2 separate regions of the Mus musculus genome follow, and region 1 is linked to region 2. The links are chromatin contacts, called in public Hi-C maps. All regions are on one chromosome and are shown on one strand. Each heading gives the region's core, a stretch centred on a gene start, on an enhancer-like site or on the middle of the called end of the contact. The rest is flanking DNA. Distances are from core to core; before and after follow the strand shown.

Evidence for each region. Hi-C and Micro-C count contacts between places; a contact is called where the count stands out from the background.
Region 1: a contact with region 2 is called in a Hi-C map of cortical neurons, with 4 times the contacts expected there. The contact joins two enhancer-like sites. A contact is called at or near these places in 2 of 39 promoter capture datasets (both in the 3T3-L1 cell line), 1 of 15 datasets of contacts at CTCF or cohesin (the NIH/3T3 cell line), 30 of 484 Hi-C or Micro-C datasets (the 3T3-L1 cell line, 3T3-L1-derived adipocytes, the C2C12 cell line and 22 more), 1 of 115 datasets of contacts at active chromatin or transcription factors (stem cell-derived neural progenitor cells) and 1 of 9 other capture datasets (embryonic stem cells).

What each region holds. Positions count from the first base shown.
Region 1 is chr7:84,593,117-84,596,838 of GRCm38.p6, reverse strand. Fah (fumarylacetoacetate hydrolase) reads left to right here. Exons shown (of 14, transcript NM_010176.4): 8 at 1,282-1,381; 9 at 1,996-2,126; 10 at 3,578-3,653. Among named protein-coding and RNA genes, the nearest start is that of Fah, 11 kb to the left of the region's middle. Within about 2 kb of position 2,153, at least 69 of the 459 cell types and tissues checked have an H3K27ac peak or open chromatin away from gene starts, as enhancers often do.
Region 2 is chr7:84,447,429-84,451,276 of GRCm38.p6, reverse strand. All of the region lies in intron 1 of Gm31284 (a long non-coding RNA gene), which reads right to left. Among named protein-coding and RNA genes, the nearest start is that of Gm31284, 19 kb to the right of the region's middle. Within about 2 kb of position 2,021, at least 32 of the 459 cell types and tissues checked have an H3K27ac peak or open chromatin away from gene starts, as enhancers often do.

The DNA.
Region 1 (3,722 bases), core at 904-3,403, 150 kb before region 2:
CAACCCAAATATTAACACAAGTCATTGCCACACAGAGAAGTGGAAAATTTGAGTCTCCTGATACACACATTTGTCCCCAGTTGAGGTCACACCAGGCTCCCTGTCTTCGTGTTTCAGGTCTCATGCTATAAAAACATGCTATATTTTTGGTTTTTTTTCTCCACATATTTTCCACATTTGAACTACTTTTATTATTTACAATGCCTCCCAAGTGGAGGTCCATTGTGGTTCCCTAACTGCAGGAGGGCAATTCTAACAAGTGTTAGAAAAGCCTCATTCATACCTAAGTTGTAGCTGTTGTTGGGGAATACAGTGTTGTTGAGCCAACACTATGTCAGCTATCTTTAACAGAAAGAGGTAAAATATGGTGAGTGTTGTAGCCAGAGACTATGAAAACCCAGCTTGTTGCATCTTGTGGGAGCACCGGTCCACCTTTTTTCTGTCACATTCATGGTGATTTTATACAATGTCACATGAACAGCAAGCATCAAGGCCCGGTGGCAGGGCCTCTATCACTTTAGAAAGACCCACACTAAGGCTCCACTCTTTATTTAAATTAAGCACTTTATTTTGAGAGTGCTGAAGACTCATATGTAGTTGTGAGAAATGAGGTGGAGATCCCCTGAATTTGAAAGAGATGGGGTCCTTCATGCCTCGGTGCCCTCAGCTCTCTCTCTCTCTCTCTCTCTCTCTCCCTCTCTCTCTCTCTCTCTCTCTCTCTCTCTGTGTGTGTGTGTGTGTGTGTGTGTGTGTGTGTGTGTATCTTGAAGATTTTGCACTGTTTAAACCCTATCTCAAGGACAAATAAAACAGTGACCCTAGCCATGAACGTAGATGATTCTGTACTGCTCAAGGAATTCCTTCTCCCCCGCACTTAGTTTCCCTTAGACATGATTGCTAGATGTTCTCTTGGTCCATGGCTATTGGACAGATGCCATTCCTTTTGGGATAGGTAGGGCTGTGAAGTCAACTTGTCAATCCTCCTGGAATGAGCACCCCTGATGTTTTCATTCTTTACAAGTGTCATATACTGTCAGATGTGAGGGTATGGAGCCTGGAATACAGAGGAAGAATCAGAAAGGCCTGGGGTGCCCTGGGGCTAGGGGGGAAAGGGCTCATGTGAGTAGACTTCCCACCTTAGAGACCCAGGGAAGTAATGCCAGGTCCTCAGGCAGCCCTAGTCCCTGGTTGAACTTTGAAAATATTTTCCCTTTGCTCTGTAAGCCACAGTGACCCAGAGCATCGGGTCATCTAGATTCTTACCAACTTTCTCCATGGCAGGCTTTCTTCGTAGGCCCTGGGAACAGATTCGGAGAGCCAATCCCCATTTCCAAAGCCCATGAACACATTTTCGGGATGGTCCTCATGAACGACTGGAGCGGTAATGCCTGGTGGCCCAGCTTCCTCTGATGTTCTGTTCTTAGGGGCACACACAGGAGTTGGGTATGGGACAGGAGGCCTAAGTACTACAGGGGTGATACCATGCAGACTTCTGACTCTGTGGGTGTGGGGCAGTCACAGCTTCCCTGAGTAGCTTTCTCATAAGTGGAAGGATGGAGCTGACAGAACCTAAAGCTTTATCAAGCCCTACACACTCCACTCACTGTTGCCAGCACCATCAGCTGCTGATGAAGAGCTGTACATGGAGGGATTTTAGTCAGTGGCTGAATTGAGCCTTACTATTCATCAGCCCAGCATCTGAGTCCCAGCTCTACACCCTGATACCATGTGTAAGAGGAAGTGGGTCCAGAAATCTCAGGAGAGGGCCTTCCCCCATTCAGGCCCTTGGTAGGGACTGTCCTGTCATCCTTCATTGTTCCCTAGCACAGCACCTCCAAGGACCTCTGTCTTCATACTGAATACCTTTCTGTTTGTTCCCTGGGAGATCTGGTTGGCCAGAGCCATGTAGAGAGGTCCATGTAGGTCAAGGACAGGAAGCAGCTTGGAGTGAGTCTGTAAGCCACGGTGAGACCTAAGCTTGCTGTCTTTTCATAGCACGAGACATCCAGCAATGGGAGTACGTCCCACTTGGGCCATTCCTGGGGAAAAGCTTTGGAACCACAATCTCCCCGTGGGTGGTGCCTATGGATGCCCTCATGCCCTTTGTGGTGCCAAACCCAAAGCAGGTAAGCACCCTTCTGCTGAAAACTCTGCTCTAAGTTCCGGCTTCCGCCCTTTCCTGTTGCCCTCTGATACTGAGACATGGTGATGCTTGGTGGATCCTGCATTTTGTTTTGTGCAATGGCTCCCTCTAGAGTCTAATTTGCAGAATGCATTTTGGAATAGAGGCTATAAGGGAAAAGGTGTGTGTGTGTGTGTGTGTGTGTGTGTGTGTGTGTGTGTGTGTGTGTCCAACAGGGTTCCCAGTGCAATATCCCACCCCTTCATTACAGTCACCCAGCTCTTATGGCCAATGCCTTGAAGGCCCTAACTTCTCTCAAACACGGCTCTGGTAAATGACCTATCTGGTCCTCCCACATCTCTGGGTCTAAATCTCCAGAGGGCTCTGCTCTGCTCCTGGCTCCCTGCCTTCCCTCCCCACACTCTCCCTGGCATTGTCTCACCAGCTGTGTACTGCTGCACTTTCTCCCTCACCCATCCATGTCATTTTATGCATGAACACTCTTGGGACTTTCCCCTGCAAATTGGTTCTTCATAAAAGTCCCTGCAGTTCCATTCTGTCTCCTTGGATCTTCCCCAACACTTCCCACCACAGCACCCACGTCTCCCCTCTGGTGGTCTCCCTCCTCTTTGTCTCTGTCCCTCCACTGTCCTTCTCATCTTCTGGCCACCCAGGACCTGTTGGGCTCCTGCTTTAATGGTCCCCATCCTCCTTCACAGTCCTTCGCCCAGCTCTATCTTCACAGAGATGATTGGATGCTGACTGCCTCCATCCTTCCCAAGGACTGTTTAAGTACAGCTGTCACCATTCCTGCCCCTTCCCAACGAATCAGCAGGGTTTTCTCTAAAGTAGTTTCTAATTTAACCCTTAGTACACTGGGAAGGAGCTGTACTCCCCACAAGCATCACTGGTCACACTGTCACCATTAAAAACGCATAGTCGTTCAGACTACCCAGAGTTATCTTATGTCCTGCTAAATGATTTTTGTGTTGTATTTTGGAACAACACTGTTTGTTCAATGTGCAGCACTCTGCCTGGACATCAATGGCCTTCCCAGCTGTTCCAGCACCAAAGATGGCTGCCAGCTTCACTGCTGCCAGGGACTCTGCCTTCCAGGGCATCCACCTTGCCCTCACTATTGTCCTAGCTTTTCCTTACAGGTTCTGTGGCCAATCTCTGACCTCTCATTGTCCCCCTCCCAAGTCTATCCTCCCTCAGCTTCCTGAAGCATTGTTACTTCCTGTGATCTCTAACCTATTTCTCTGTACATTCACCCATCAGCTTATTTTCTCAAGTGTGGCATGTGTGACCTTCTGACCAAGGGCAGTGTACAGGACTTCTCCAGTTCACATCTGTCACTGCTGCCATATGTCACACTCTGTATTGGAGAGCAGAGGCTGCTGGGAACTCAGCCCCCACTGACAGCTACAGCTTTGATGTGCTCTTGCCTTTTAGGACCCCAAGCCCTTGCCATATCTCTGCCACAGCCAGCCCTACACATTTGATATCAACCTGTCTGTCTCTTTGAAAGGTATGTGATGGGTGAGTGGTATTGCCTAGGCTCAGCAGGCAGGCACAGCCAGGCTCCATTGCCCCAGCG
Region 2 (3,848 bases), core at 772-3,271:
CCATTTCTGCTGGTAAGGCCAGCTAGAGCGGGGTTTGAGACTCATTTTAACTTTGTCAGTTGGTCAGGCTTAAGAAGACAACATCTGGGGGACTTTTGAGATAGCATTGGAAATGTAAATGAGGAAAATACCTAATTAAAAATATATATAAAAAAAGAAAAATTGTATGCTTGTAGTCTCCTAAGAATCAAAGGAATGGGGTCACTACTAGATGCTGATCCATAAGATAATGAAAAGAAAACTCGGAGTAAATGATTGGATTGATGTGTAAATAAATAAATAAATAAATAAAACTGTGGAAAAAAAGAAGATTGGAGTTACTACCTTGGCCTGCTTTCCTATTACAGCCTAAAGATTGAGGCTTGTTTTCTTGTCCTTGGCCAATGTCAGATTCCTGCCTAGAGGCATTCCATAGATCTCTCCTCAAAGCATTCCATAAAGAATACGTCTACTATATTTATAAACAGCCCTTCTATGGGAGAGAAGTATATGTGACTAGATCACATGTTTGTTCTTTTGAGTTTCCTCCTACTTCAACACAGATAATCGAATAGTGTGCTGTAGCCAGTGTTTTAAAATGTTAAAACATAAAGCTTTAATTTGTATATTAAGAGTATATATATATATATATATAGAGAGAGAGAGAGAGAGAGAGCGTCCTCAGAGTTTACAATTGCTTAAAGTTGTTCATCCCTCAGATACTATGAATTTGCAATTTTGCAATTGTTTATGCATATACAACTCATAAGAACACAAAAATAACTGGCCATATAACCTTGTTCTTTACATCATCAAAATAGTAATGGCTTAAGATAATACTTTAGTATTTAAAAAAATGTACATGTCAAATTGTAAAAATTTGTTCTCAATGTCTTCAGTTTCTACCTGTTTCCACATAATGGTGTTAATTTTTGAGGACTTATACTTAATTATTGCAAATGGATACTCTTATTTCTGATTAAATAAATAATTAATTAAATAAAAAAAAAGAAGACAACATCTATTTTGCAAGTCTCTTGGGGCATTCACAGGCTTAGTAATTGTTTGGCTTGGTTTTGCTTTTTTTTTTTTGTTTTTGTTTTTGTTTTTTTCCAATCTCATCAATTTAAATGGATTTGGAAATGATAGACCCTAGTTATTGCCATAGGCATTGAACTTTTCCACTCTCTTATTTATCCATTGCATTTATGATTTTCAGTCTTCTTTGTGAAACAAGAAAGAATAATCAGCTGCTTTGAATTTGTTGCCTGTTTCACGTGACATCAAAGCATGGTGCACTTAGCTCCTTGCCTGCAGCTTCTACATCTGGGGATGGAACCAAAAGCACAGAAAATTCATTTTGTTTTGTTTTGTTTTGTTTTTTTAAAACAATCTGTAGTTTTAGTGTAAAAATTATTTTTATTTCCTCAACACAACATGACAACTACGTAAACAGCCTTCACATCACATTTACAATTATAATTAGAGATAATGCATGTGGAAGATGCATGCAAATTCTAGGCACCATTTTATACAAGGAACTTGAACAGCTTCAGATTTTGGGGCGGGAGGGGTGTGTCCATTACAATCATTCCCAGTGGATTCTGAGAGATGACCATGTTCAGCAAATGTATTATTTTCTTGCAATTTCTGATCTTGTTTAAAGATGTCTCTTTAGGCTCATGTACCTAAGTGGTGAACAACATCAGGAACAGCTGAGACCAAACACGATAGCTACTGCTATACTACAAAATACACTGAAGCTCTGAGCAACAGCAGGAATGAGCTCGCAGCTTTAGTGGGGCTCAGAGGACCTGTGTTTCAGAGCTCTCAAGCCACCATCCAGTCAGTAGATGGGGCTTCAGTCACCTTGAGACTGACTAGGAAGAGCTTGCTTCCCAGCTCATGTGGTTGTTGGTAGGTACTAGCTCTTGACAACAGGCTATCTCCAGGCCTGCCAGCTGGGCTTCTCTATAGTGTAGCTCAACGCCAGCTGCTAGCTTCATCAGAGCAGTAAGAACTGGGGGCAGTGCCAGCCCGAGAGAGGGGAGTCACATTGAAAGCAGCCTCACAGTGTTGTGCTCCAGTCTCTAGCAGCCAGACATGAGGTCTAAGCCACACTGTGGAGATTGTTTTCTGAGGAAGTGAAAACTCACAGGTAGGAAGCAATTGTGATCATCTTCAAGAACTGCCAGCTGGTGTGAAAGAGAACATGTATTTCATTCTGGAAATAAAACAGCAACTTTGTCCTAGAGTAGACATTCATGTTCTGGTTCCTTTTTTGTTCTAATTTTAAACTTTAATTGAATCTGTTCTTTTTTAATGGAAAGTTGGGAGACAAATATGTACAAGTAATATTTTTCACTGTGTATTAATGAATATACCTTTAATAACCAAGATCCACCTTCAGACTGAGGGAACTATTCAATTAAAAGTTCCTGGTTTTCAAACCACATCAGTTCAAGCAGAAATTAACTTTCAGATGCACAAGTGCACAACAGGGTGTATCTCATCTGCTACACATGGGTCTTTATAATCTGATTAAGCCACTCATGGATTAGTGAGCAGAGAGTCCAGAGCCTGCTCCCTCTCCATTCACTATGCAGAGGTTGTTTGATGTGCTCTTTAAAGCCAATTCATTGGCTTTTTATATTTTCATTTTGAAAAGAAAGGCTTTATAAAGTCTTTTTTGCAAACCACATCAAAATAAAAACTCTGCTTAGCAACAGGCATGGAAATATGGGGATTTACCAAACCCCAAAGACTTGAAAGTCCTTTACATCAGTATTTTCTTGGGAATTAAATGTCTATTCAAACACAAAACTCAGATGGAAAGGGTATCCATTAACCATGCATTTACAATTTTATTTAGCGGTGCAAATTTCTGTTTGCTAGCTAGAGTTCACAAGGGTGGAGTTTTGTTTAGAAGCTTCAAAGAAAAGTAAGCAGAGAAAAGTTTTGTGTATGTGTAAGGGGAAATATTTATATTTGGGATGGGTTTTGCAACACTAGACAGGAAAATAGGAAATTCATGAAACATATGGTGAGAGACAGTTAATCTTTGAAAAGGCTGTCTTTGGTCACGGGAACCAATTACGCCACTCCCATTCATGTCAAGAAGATATTTATTCACATAATTAAGCTTGCAGTATAGACACTGAATAAGCACAAGAATGTCATATTTATTCCAGATTAAAGAATCATAATCTAAAAAGGCATGTTAGAGTGTTTCTTTGTGTAAGTGCTGTATGTGGGTCTTCATGAGTGTGCAAATGTGCATGCATGTGTGTGAGTGTGCATGCATCTGTGTGACTATGCATGGGGTGTGTGTGTGTGTGTGTGTGTGTGTGCTCGTGAATGTTCCTAGGGGCTGAAAGTTACAATGTCCTTTCCTCTACTGCTCTCCACCCTGCGTGAGACTGTATCTCACTGAACCTGGTACTGACCAGTTGCCCAGTTAGCTCTAGTGATGTGTCTGCCTCCTGCCCTCCAGAGCTAGGACTACAGAGGCATTTATCTTCACCTGGCTTTTTTTTTTTTATGTGGGTGCTGAAGATCTCAACTCAAGTCCCCATGCCGCGAGATTACCCTCCGAGCCACTGTGGCTTACTGTGGCTTTCTTTTTCATTTCTTATAAATGGAATTATTTAACCCAGGTCTTTGTTGTCAGGCTTCTTCCACCAGCATACTCACTGGGAGTTATGGCCATGTTGTTGTATGTGTCCTAGATTTGCTCCTTGTTTGCTGCCGAATCACTATTTACAGTATGAATGCGCAAACCTTGCTCACCCGTCATCTGTTGAAAACGTGTGTTTGCTGGTTTGGGTTATAAATTAATAGAGGTGGAGTGCACATTTGTTTAACAGGCA